2 separate regions of the Mus musculus genome follow, and region 2 is linked to region 1. Evidence: chromatin contacts called from public ChIA-PET data. All regions are on one chromosome and are shown on one strand. Each heading gives the region's core, a stretch centred on a gene start, on an enhancer-like site or on the middle of the called end of the contact. The rest is flanking DNA. Distances are from core to core; before and after follow the strand shown.

Region 1 (6,374 bases), core at 2,462-4,961:
ATCAAATGTATAATGGATAAAAAATCTTTTCCCATTTTATAGGCTGCCACTTTGTCCAAATGAAGGTGTCTTTTGCTATTCCCAACCTTTTTGTTCATAAGGATACATTGATATTATGGTGTTCTGTTCATAAAGTTGTCTTCTGTGTCAACAAGTTCAAGCTATTCTCCACTTTCTCTTCTATCAGGTTCAATTTGTCTGTTTTTGTGTTGAAGTTTTTGATCCACTGGAGTTGAGTCTTGTGTGAGGTGATAAGTATGGATCTATTTGATGTCTTCCACATACAGTCATCCAGTTTGACACCATTCATTGAAGAGGTGTCTTTATTCCAGTGTATTTTTCTGGCTTCTTTTTAATCAAAAATCAGGTCTTTTATAGGTGTGGATTTACATCTGGTCTTCAAGTTATTGATCAAGGTGCCCATTTTTGTTCCAATACCATGCTGCTTTAATTTCTCTACCTCTGTAATACAACTTGAAATCATGGATGCTTATACCTCCAGAACTTATTTTATTATTCAAGATTCTTTTAGTGATCTTATTGGTGGGGGAAGGTCTTTGTGTGTACATATGAGTATGTGCTTCCATATGAAGTAAAAAATTTCTCCTTTCAAGAAATGTCAAGAGTCAGGTTGGAATTTTGATGGTAATTACATTGAATCTGTAGACTGCTTTTGGTAACATGACCATTTTTACTATATTAATTTTCTTGATCCCTGTTGTACCATGGGCTGTTTCCTCCTACCTCAAGCTCCCAGAATAATGACTCAGACTCAAAGTCTATATTATATTCTTTATTAAATTAATTTTATTTAGTGTGTGGGGGGATGCCTGCCTGCACATGGACAATGGAGGGACATGGTACGTGGGAAGATCAGAGATCTTTGCAAGATTTGGCTCATCACAGAGATCAAACTCATGTTTTCAGTCTTGGTGGTAAGAACCTTCACCCAGTAAATCGCCTCACAGGTCCAAGTCAGGTTTCCTTTTTAAAATTAAATGTATCGATTTATTGCATGTGTGTATGCTTATGGGGGGATGTGTGTGCCCTGATATGCATATAGAGATCAGGGGACAACTTGCTAGTGTTGGCTACCACCTTCTCCTGCTTTGTAGGTCCTGAGGATCGAACTCAGGTAGCCAGGCTTGGCAGCAAACATCTTTATTTTTCTGAACTTGACTACCTTGTTGGGTCTTAAAAATACTTCTTAAAGCAATTCTAATGCCAGGGCCTCTCTTCCCATTGATGGCCGACTAGGCCATCCTCTGCTACGTATGCAACTATAGACACACACTCTGGGGGGTACTTGTTAGTTCATATTGTTCTTCCTCCTATAGGGTTGCAGACCCCTTCAGCTCATTGGGTACTTTCTCTAGCTCCTTCATTGGGGGCCCTGTGTTCCATCCAATAGGTGATTGTGAGCATCCACTTTTATCCTTAGTATATTTTACAGAATATTGTTATTTCCTGTTTATTCTTTATTTTTTCAGAGGGGTTACTCCCAATAGATCTGAGAATTTGACTTCAAAACTCATGGAGGGTTGTATTTTGACTGACAACTAAAGAACATGTTCCGATTCCCATCCTCCCCCTGATTCGTTAAGAGAATCTTAGCATGTAGCCTGTCTATCCCAAAACTATGTAATACAAACTGGCCTTAAGCTCAATATGATTTTCTTGCCTCAGCCTCCCCAAGTCTTGGCAAGGTGAGAGAGAGAGAGAGAGAGAGAGAGAGAGAGAGAGAGAGAGAGAGAGAGAGAGAGATATCACCATACCAGACCAAATTCAGATTTGTTTTATCCTAGAAAATCTCAATAGAATTATAGCAAGTTGAATAAGATATTAATTAAAAACGAAAACCATATAAAAATCCAAACATAGAAACTCTAACCCAGACATTTCCAATAGTTGAGCTGGCCATTCATTCTTTAAAAATCACCTATTTTTCATTTGAATCACATTACCTTTAATTCTGTAAATTGGATGTCATATGCCACCAGGCGAACTGCTGTGAGTAATTACACTGTTCACTGCTGAGTAATACGACTTCATCCTCAAAGCTAGGCCAACAGCACAGGAAAATTGCACGACTAGGTCTCTAGGCACTACCTCTTCTTCAGGGAATCACAGCAACCCTCCTGAGAGCTAATGCATCCTTAATCATTTATAGGTTCACTCAAGACCCATTGGAGACATAAGCACATTAGCTCAGCAGCTAAGGGAAACACTTAAAGACAGTAGCAGGGGACATGTCAGACAGAAGAAGGTGGAAAAAAAAAAAAACCTGTAGGAGATAATACAAACGCAGACATTGCCTGCTCTCTGCAATCTTCTGAGCTCTGGGTTAGACTTGGCAACTGTAGACCATACTGCGTAAGGGCAATACCACATTAGGCTGGCTGCAGAACCTAGGAGACTTTAGAATCTCAGAGACAGAGCCTGATAAGCAGCGAACATGCAGAATCTACTTAAGCAGCTCTTGGATGAGAGGCAGGTTTAGTTTTTAGTAAATCTTTGTTTTGTTTGTTATTGGTTTATATGGGGTTTTTTGTGGTTTTTGTTTTGTTTTGTTTTGTTGAGGCACACTCTGACTATATTGATTGCACTAGCCTTGAACTTGAAGCAATCTTCCTCCCTCTACCTCTCAACTATCAGGCTTATAGCCGTGCATTCTCATGTTCTGCATCCATCTTTACTTAATATAAACCACCTCCTTGTCTTTAATAAACAAGCAAATGTTAATAGATCATAATGTAAAATGATGCAAACACTAAAGATATTAATATGTTCTTTTCAGACATCTATTTTCTTCTGTCCTTTGTGGGGGGGGCGGGAACTGACTCATGTGATGATCTCTGGGCCACAGCTAGACGTGTAAGCTGGTTATGAGCTAAATATTTATGCATGTTATATCTTATGTATAATATACAGCTGTATAGGTAAAACATAGCATGTCCTAACTATATGAATCTAAAATTTACTTAGAATATGCTTATCCTTGGGCATATAGGCACATGTGAGATATAACACCATCCAAATGAAGAAATGTCATTTTGTCAGGTGAACACATCTTGGGGCTCAGGTTTCTGATTTCACTATGGGTGACTGAAATGTAAACACACAGAATAGGCATTGTGCTGGTCTCTAAAGCCTCAGAGATTCCCATTCGCACATTCCTCAACAACCTAATTATTAATCCACACATTTGAGAAGGATCTCCTGTCCATCTCTCAATCATGGCCACCAATGCAGAAAGGAACATATGCCTGCAACTAATCTAATCCAAATTTTCTACTTAATCTCTCTCTTTCTCTCTCTGTCTCTCTCTGTCTCTCTCTCTCTCTCTCTCTCTCTCTCTGTGTGTGTGTGTGTGTGTGTGTACATGCTCTGATGTATGTGTGGAGGTCAGAGGACAACTTGCAGGCGTCATTGTTCCCATTTCACTACGTGAATTCCAGAGATCAAACTTAAGGTCACCAGGCATCCGCCAATGCCTCTACCCACTAAGCCATTTTTTGTTGGCCCTATCTTGAATTTCTAAATGTCAAACGTGCAGGAGCCGATGTGTCCGACTTCCGCAGTAAATACATTTACCACAAACATATTTAGTCATTTGTGGAACTATTGAAATGGCTCCGGAGCCAGACTCAAAACTAAGCAGCCAGGAAGTGCACCCCCAAACCTAGCGAGGAAACCACCCCACCACCAGTGAGAAGCAAGCAGCCCGCAGAACAGCAACTGTGAGGCTTGCTCAATCCTAAGCCAACTGCTAAACCACCCTTACAACTCCCACTTGTTCTTGAGACAACAGATACTTTAGCAGCTGTTACACTGCCTGCACAAGAAACAGAGAAAGCATAACTGAATCTGTTTCATTTTTATTAATTCCCAAGTCAAAATGCAGTACTGGCAAACAGATTGACAAAACTGAAATCATATGTTTGTACCCTAGCTGCAAAGGAGGCTGGGGAAGCTAGCATTTGGCATTTTAGCTTCTAAAGCAGGCGGCGTTTTCTAAACTGGTGCACTAGGGAATTCCTCAGAAAGAAAAAAGCCTCAAATGAAAACAGATATTCTTGCTTTGGTTTGCTCAATAACTATACAGACCTTTCCTTTTAAACTAAACATGAAAGACCCAAACTTTCTCCTAACAGAAAGAAACCAATTTTTTTCCCCTTGTAACTGAACATCATCTCCAAATTCAAGAACTCTGAGTGACTTGGCAATGTATGTCAACACATGCCAGGGATGCTGGCAGCTGAGAGGTGGGAGCTGGAGAATCGAGAATCCAAAGTCATCCTCAACTGCATGGGGCATCTGAGGCCAACTGAGCTACGTAAGACCCTGAATCAAAAGGTTCATTTCTCTAAGTCCATCACTGTACTGCCTTGATACTTAACCATTCCTAGCATGCCCTGTATGAAAGAGGTGGATAAAAGAGCAGATGGAAGACTGGGAAGTATTGGATTCTATAGCTATGTGCAAGACAACAGAAGGACACAAACATCAATCCTACCTTCTTACTTCTTTACCAGCGGTTTAGCATGAATGGCCATTTGGCTTCAGCTAAAAAAGTCCGCTAATCAAAGTTGCATCTATGTGCTGATAACCTAGTGATATGATCTTGCTTTGGCCACTGTTTATTCCTTAAAAATAAATAAGAAGAGAAAGGAAGGAAGGAAGGGAGAAGGAGGGAGGGAGGGAGGGAGAGAGAGAGAGAGAGAGAGAGAGAGAGAGAGAGAGAGAGTGAGTGCCGGTGATTAAAGCCAGAGACACAGTGGGTAAAGATACCTGATGCCAAGCCATGGTGACCTGAATTCACTCCCCAGCGCCCATATAATGAAAAGAGAGAACTTAACTCCTTCAACTTGCCCTTTGACCTCCACACTTACACTGAAGCATGCACATACCATGGCAGGTGCATACCAGTAGGCAAGTAGACATACAGACACATGCATGCTCACATACATAAATGTAATAAGATAGAAAGATTTTAAAGCAGGCCTTGAACTCCTAAAAGGGCTGGGATTACAGGTTGTGCCACCATGTCCAGTTACAGACTCTCTCTGCTCTGTCCCTGATTCTGTCTGTCTATCTGCCTCTCTCTTTCTCTCTTTCTCTCTTTCTCTCTCTCTCTCTCTCTCTCTCTCTCTCTCTCTCTCTCTCTCTCTCTCTCACACACACACACACACACATTTAAATTGAAAATATACACCACAGGTTCATGTGTTCAAAAACCTTGGTCCTTTAGACTCAGAGGTTATAAACAAATAATCTTAAAGAGGATTTAAAGTTGGAAAGGAATGTGGGGTGGAGGATCCCAGGGATGTTGAAGAACAGGTTGGGGCCAAGTATGGTCAAACCACATTGTTGCGTGGATGACATCCACAAAGAATAAATAACATCTATTATTTTTCTTTTTTAAAGTCCTGGTTCCTGTCTGGTGAGGAGAGGATAGAGGGCTCAGGTGATGAAATCTGGATGGAGGAAGAAAGTGACCGGAAGTAGGGGTAGATGAGCCTTTGGAGGTAAAATCCAGGTTCTTCCTCACCCTGCTCCTCATGTCCCATAAAGGGAGATGCTTTGCTCCGCCATTTGGATTTTCTCATCACTGCCCTTAAGAAATGGAGACAGACAGTTACAGAGCGGAGAGAGTGAGGAGGCTGCGTCTGGCTCCCGCTCTCACAGCCATTGCAGTACATTGATCTCCATAGAGACAGCACTGGGGCAAGCGAGAGCCTGATAGGCACTGGGAGACTCTGTGCCTTGCGGAGGAAAATCAACTAAACATGGGCAAAAGAGATCCTAAGAAGCCGAGAGGCAAAATGTCCTCATATACGTTCTTTGTGCAAACCTGCCAGGAGGAGCACAAGAAAAAGCACCCGGATGCTTCTGTCAACTTCTCAGAGTTCTCCAAGAAGTGCTCAGAGTTATGGAAGACCATGTCTGCTAAAGAAAAGGGGAAATTTGAAGACATGGCAAAAGCTGACAAGGCTCGTTATGAAAGAGAAATGAAAACCTACATCCCCCCTCCTCAAAGGGGAGACCAAAAAGAAGTTCAAGGACCCCAATTCGCCCAAGAGGCCTCCTTCGGTCTTCTTCTTGCTCTGTTCTGAGTACCGCCCCAAAATCAAAGGTGAGCATCCTGGCTTATCCATTGGTGAAGTTGCAAAGAAACCGGTGGCGGGGTGGGGGTGGGGGGGGAGGAGAGAGAGAGAAAGAGAGAGAGAGAGAGAGAGAGAGAGAGAGAGAGAGAGAGAGAACTGAATCATTCTTAGAGGTTTATCCACATCCTTTCTACCAATCTTGTCAACAATCTTTCTATTTTTTTTCCTTCCATTCCCTTAATCATCTAGACAAGTTCTTAGGCACCA
Region 2 (6,557 bases), core at 3,763-6,262, 190 kb after region 1:
CTTTCAACACCAGTTCTTGATGCTCTAGGCTCAATACATATACACTGCTAGCTTGTCTCTTCCCTTATTTTGAACAGTGTAAATGGATCAGTTGGCTAGGGTATTCCTCTTGATGAGCTTGCTCGCACACATCTTTCTGTTCTAACTTATGTAACAGTGAACACCCTCTAGATAACTCCATGGGCGTAGCTTCGAATGCGTTCCCCGAAGAATGCTATGAAGGAGAACTACTACTGAGTTAGAAATGAGGTGAACTTTTCGTAGGGACTGTGGAATTATCTTGCTGGCTATCTGCACAGTTTGTCCTTTCTCACACCCACGTTTCTGCTAGTTTCTCTCTGTCTTCACTAATACGAGATCCTATCAGATTCCCTGAACTGTGTCCTTTGTGAGCGTAAAAGCTGAAGCATTTTGAATTTAAACATGCTTCTCTTCGTGCCCATGTATATTTGTTTATTAATACCTTTTACTGATTTCCTATTTGTTTTGAAAAAAAATTGGTGGAAATGAGGTAGGACTAAAGCACATATTCCTTTTGGGTATGCTTTTTATAAAAGCTAAAATATGTCTGCCCATTGCATAATTTGTGTGCGTGTGTACGTGTGCACACTTGCATGTGGAAGCCAGAGGTTGAAGTTAGCTGGCTTCATACACATATAGTTGTTTGCCTGCATGTCAGTCCGTACAATACCTGCATGCCTGGTGCCTGTGGAGGCCAGAAGAGGGCATTGGATTCCGTGGAAGAAGAGTTGCAGACAATTCAGACACTATGTGGCTGCTGGGAATTGAACTGGGGCCCACTGGAAGAGCCTGGGAGATTTACCAGCATGTATTTTAGGTGGGTGGTAGGACTTGGAGGTCAGGCCTTCATACTTGCACCATGGCACATACTTTACAGATTTAGGCTCTACCTCTACCTAGTAACTTTTGTAGTCCAGTTTTATTCACCCATTGCCTTTATAGCTTTTACCCTTCACTTAAAGATTTTGTGAAGAGTGGCATTGGAAATATGGTAAGGCTTGGGTTGAGTCTGTAGACTATTTTGGTCATTGTCCTAGTTCGGGTTTTACTGCTGTGTACTGACACCATGACCAAGGCAAATCTCACAAAGGACAACATTTAACTGGGGCTGGCTTACAGGTTCAGAGGTTCAGTCCATTATCATCAAGGCAGGAACATGGCAGCATCCAGGCAGACATGGTGCAGGAGGAGCTGAGAGGTCTACATCTTCATCCGAGGGTTGCTAGCAGAATATTGGCTTCCAGGCAGGTAGGATTGAGGCTCTTAAAGCCCACACCCACGGTGCCACACCTACTTCAACAGGGCCACCCCTTCTGATAGTGCCACTCCCTGGGCTGAGCATATATAAACCATCACAGTGAGGAAGCTTCTCTGCTGGTCTGTGAGCACGCAGATGTCTCTCATTGCCTAGGATTTTCTTCAGTTTTGACATCCTGATCCCAGCTGCCCTCCCTACCTCCTCTCCTTCCATTCCCAGCCTCACATACCCCCATCCCTCTTCCCTCCTCAGAGAAGAGGAAGTCCCCCTTGAAGACCAGGCCACCCTGGCACATAATGTCACAATAGGACTAGGTGTATCCTCTCTTACTTAGAACAGACAAGATAATCCAGCTAGGGGAAAGGTGGCAGGCAAGAGAGTCAGACTCAGCCACCACTCCAGTTGTTAAGGGACATACATGAAGACAAAGCTGCCCAGCTGCTGCCTATGTGTAGAGGGCCTAGGTCCAACCCATGTGTGCTCTTTGGTGGTTCAGTCTCTGTGAGGCCCCAAGGGCCCAGGTTAGTTGACTGTGTAGGTCTTCTTGTGGTGTCCTTGACCCCTCCAGCTCCCTCATTCCTTCCCCCTACTCTTTCAGAGGGATCCCTGAATTCCGCCTAACATTTAGCTGAAGGTCTCTCTGCATGTGTTTCCATCAGCTGCTCAGTGAAACCTCTAAGAAGACAGTTATGCTAGGCTCCTGTCTGCAAGTATAGCAGAGCTATCAGGAATAGTGCACTTAAATTAAAAAAATAATTACATTTATTAAAATGTACATGTATATGCATAAATGTGCACCACAGAGTACATGCAGAGGTACTCGGAGTTTCTGGGTACTATAAAAAAAAAAAAAAACCAAAAAAACCAAAAAAACAGGCTGAGCAAGCCAAGGGGAGCAAGCCATTAAGCAGCACTCCTTCATGGCTTCAGCTTCTGCCCCAGGTTGCTGCCTCTCTCTGTGTCTGCTCTGCCTTACCTTCAGGACAGACTGAGCCAGGACTCTTCCCTAATGCTGCACTTGGTCTGAGTGTTTATCACCGCAGTAGGGCGCAATCTAAGACAGTGTGCGTATGCATACCGAACTGTCCCATCCAGGTGGAGAAGGTGGAAGTCGATCCATCTCAGTTTGGAGATGAGTTAGTGGTACGGAGGTTCTTAAATGAAGAGATAGAGAATTATACAATGATACTTCAGTTTCAAGAGAAATAGTGGGACTGGCCTAGGTACCCTGAGGGTAGGGGCAGGGTGTGCTGTTCTGAACCCTGGAGGGTTGCCTGTTGTTAGGTGACAGATCTTCTCCCTGTCATGCTTTCTCTTCCAGAAAGCTTGCCACAGCTCCTCTCCCCTCTGCAGTCTTCCTCGCTGGACCGAGAGTGTCACTGTGAAACTGACTTCTCCCTCCTCTTTCCCAGCAAGCTCAAGACAACCTTGATTTATCATTCCTCTTACCTTGATTTATCATTCCTCTTACCAGTGCCTCGTGACTTCCGGCATACCTCGCCTGGCCTAGCCTATGTGAATTATTTTGGTAAAGCTGGCTTTGCCGTCACTGTGTAGAAGCCATCCTTGCCGATTTGTGTTTCCCTTTTTGTTTTGAAGATGCCCATGTACAAACAAACTGGATTTAATCACAAGGCATATGGGTTGTGAAGGTTTCCAGAGGGAAGGTTTTGATTTAGTAAAAGACTCTAAGCTGCAGGCATTTTCCTAGCTGGGAAGGATGGAACCTTTTAAAGAAGGAGATTTTATCAGGGTATCGGGATATAACTGGGGACGTTTCTTTGGAAGGGACACTAGACTCTTGCCTCTCTGCTGCCTCATCTCGTGGATGTGTGAAGCAGAGTGAACTTTCCTCCTGAAGTTGATGATTAGCAATAGAAGGCTGAATAACATGGATTATTTTTATGTTATTGAGTCTAATAAATAACTGGATTCCATAAGTAATAACTATCAGTTTTCACTTCAATGTATAACGTAATTTGGGAGAAAGATAAAATTATAACTCAAGTGTAATGTTGTTGTTTTCTTTTTTTGTTTTGTTCTCTTGCTTTTGTTTTTTTATTTTGTTTTCAAGACAGGGTTTCTCTGTGTTGCCATGGCTGTCCTGGAACTCACTGTGTAGACCAGGCTGGCCTCAAACTCAGAGATCTGTCTACCTCTGCCTCCCGAGGGCTCCCCCCATTAAGTCAGGAGAATGCTGAGTATAGGACTGGTGGCTTCCCTTTCCTAAATGAGGTATTGGCTGTATGCTAGTGTGGCCTTCAGACTTTCTGTAAGATTTCTGGCTATTTTATTCAGAATATAGGAGATAACATAGACCTCACTGATTTATGCAGTGAAAAGTAGGTTGGAGTATTGAGGGTCCTTATCTTCTATTTATTTTCAATGAGTCACTCTATCTTTTTAGTTATATACATCATAGTGCATGGTGACTTTCCATGCTATATGACTTTTCTTGAAAGGGAGAGGGAGAGGGGAGTAAAAAAGTTTCATTTTCCTTAGGCAGCACACCATAGTCGGTTAAAAGACGATTTTGCCTAAGTCTGGCTTGGTAAATCAGCATGTTTTTGTGGGGTTAGGTGCAGGAGCATGGGTGAGATTTCCTTATGTGTGACTGTCTCCAAGGCAACTATGTCACTCCTAAAGCTCACCTCAATGTGGGTGAGCATTCCTGGAGCTCTCTCCCATGCTTACAAGAAATTACAAAAATACCTCAACACAGATAGCTGTACGTACCTAGCACTCATACCTAGCAGTACTTACCACATCTGTAACTTTGGGGACAGGGAACACAGATAGCCGTATGTACCTAGCACACATACCTAGCAGTACTTACCACATCTGTAACTTTGGGGACAAGGCTGTGAAGCTTCTCCCACTTTCTGAGTTTCTAGAACTTTCTAAGTTTTGGTGGCTTCTGAAATCTTATGAGCTGCCTTCCTCCCTCCCGGGGGAGTGCCTCCATTAATCGGACTTTTAAAGCATATTTGAAAACACTATATAGAAATTTCCAGTTATATTGTTGCAGGGTTCCAAATGGTCAGAGTTGATGTCCCTACCACTCCTCTTTTTTTTTTTTAAAGATTTATTTATTTATTATTATATGTAAGTACACTGTAGCTGTCCTCAGATACTCCAGAAGAGGGCGTCAGATCTCGTTACAGATGGTTGTGAGCCACCATGTGGTTGCTGGGATTTGAACTCCGGACCTTTGGAAGAGCAGTTGGGTGCTCTTACCTATTGAGCCATCTCACCAGCCCCTTACCACTCCTCTTAAGATGACAAGCTGCCAATCATTTCTGCCAAGATCTTATGTATACAAGAGACTATTGAGGCAGCTCAATACATTGGATTAAGAGCTGTGTCTTTATTTTTATTTTAAAATTCTTTTTAAAGATAAATTCTTGGCATGTACTCTAGGCTGATCTTAAAAGTGTGATCCTCCTGTCTCAGCTTCCAAAGTTCTGGAATCACCGAATTTTTAATCTATCTCAGAAACTGAGTACATTTCTACATTCTTAGAGCTGTAGAAGTCATGGGTGTTTTGCAACAAGATGACAGAGATGTGTTCGTTCCTCTTGTGCAATATTAGGGAACTTGAAATGTTGTTTCTTGAGCTCACAGTTAATTTCTTGGTTAACCACAAAAGATTTTCAAGGGAGGGGTAGAGTTTTCTGTGTAGTTTTGATGCTGTGATTCTGTGACAGGAAGTAAAGGAAGCTGCAGAAATGATATGAAAAGCAGTGAAATAATAGGTGGCCTAGGAAAGGCTGTGGAGGAGAAAGGCTAAGCTCTGGTTTGCACCATGGGAGAGCATTTAGTTGAGAACGTAAGTGTTTTAAACACGTTCATCTGACAGCTATCGTTTCGCTCCCTTTGGTAAGCAGCCGTACCTTTAAATTTCCTTTGACGTCTGTTATTTCACTTGAAGTCTTGAGTTTGAAAAGTTAGGAGGTGAAGATGTCGATGCTATTTCCATAAGAACTTTGGATCTTTCAGAGTTTGTATGTGTTGTTGGTGAGGGGAGACTCTGGGCTTAGCCACACTTACATCTGAAGTTCAGTGTTGCCTGTATCTTAGTCACCTTGGGTGAGAGTCTCCTCTCTACCTTATCTGTGAAGCAGGGTGGCTGCTTACCTCATAAACACTGCTATGAAGATGAAATGATGCAGACCAGGCAGTCAGCATGCAAGTCCTAACATTGCCAGTGAGCTCTTACACTTTCCACACTTAGATGGCAAGACGGTGCTTACTGAGCCCCGCTCTGTAGAGCGTTAGTGCTTTCTATAGACTTCCTCTGTATCAGCCCATTTTGATGTATAACAGCACGAGGCAAGGAAACTGGGGGAACCAGGGCGGTGTTCAGGATATAGTTGATGGTACAACCTTTGCCTAACAGCCTAAGATATACAAGGACCTGGACTGGATCTCCACCAGAACATACACACACCCACACACCCTGCACGCACCCACTAACCACTAAACAAAAATCAAAACAATAACATTAAAAAGATCCTTTGCTACACAAAGAAAAATTGTTAAGTTAATTGTTTTTTTTTTGTTTGTTTGTTTTGTTTTGTTTTTTTTTTTTGTCTGCTGTAACAAAATGCCCAGCAAAAGCAACTTGAGGAAGAGTTTATTTTGGCCCGTAGTGTGAGAGGGCAAGGCAGTGGGAGGCTGACGCAGCTGTTCACGTTGCACCCTTAGTCAGAAAGTGGACGTAGATGTTGGGCTCAGTTTGCTTTCTCTTTATTCAGCCTTGCATCCCAACCCATAGAATCATGCAGACTCAAGGTGGCTCCCGTCATAGCAGTGAAACATCTCAGAAACTTCTGACAAACTCGTTTGTCTCCCAGCGATCACTATTCTATCAGGTTCTGGTTCATGATCCTAGCTGACCATCATACCGGAGCAGCTAGACAATCTACGGTCTGGTGTTAAAGGTGCAGCTTGGATACAGTTATAGGTGCTCATTTTAAATGGAAGAAGAGTAACTTTCAAGAGAATCGAGGCAATCATGTCCTCCCGGCTCTGGTGAAAGATAACGAAGACCTGTGGGAAAGAAGGTTGGAGAAACTGAGGCAGATTCGGTAGCCATTTCAGAGGGAGAATTAAGACTCCTACTGCATTTGAGTTAGTGCCCAAGGGAAGGGGAAGCTATTGGATCAACCTAGACAGACTAGGTCTGAAGTTCCTTCAGATATGCAGTTTAGATACTCAGAGAACATGTGGGTCAGTGGCCAAGAGTGATGTTTTGAGTGGAACTCTTGCTTTTCAA

The links. ChIA-PET counts read pairs in DNA pulled down with a chosen protein or histone mark.
Region 2: a contact with region 1 is called in an RNA polymerase II ChIA-PET map of memory CD8 T cells, with 79 read pairs. The contact joins two enhancer-like sites. A contact is called at or near these places in 3 of 115 datasets of contacts at active chromatin or transcription factors (memory CD8 T cells, microglia and pancreatic cancer cells).

Annotation. Positions count from the first base shown.
Region 1 is chr13:117,044,945-117,051,318 of GRCm38.p6, forward strand. It overlaps the pseudogene Gm29767. Among named protein-coding and RNA genes, the nearest start is that of Parp8, 23 kb to the left of the region's middle. Within about 2 kb of position 3,712, at least 67 of the 459 cell types and tissues checked have an H3K27ac peak or open chromatin away from gene starts, as enhancers often do. A contact at or near this core is called in memory CD8 T cells, where this site is marked.
Region 2 is chr13:117,237,344-117,243,900 of GRCm38.p6, forward strand. All of the region lies in intron 2 of Emb (embigin), which reads left to right. Among named protein-coding and RNA genes, the nearest start is that of Emb, 20 kb to the left of the region's middle. Within about 2 kb of position 5,013, at least 92 of the 459 cell types and tissues checked have an H3K27ac peak or open chromatin away from gene starts, as enhancers often do. A contact at or near this core is called in memory CD8 T cells, where this site is marked.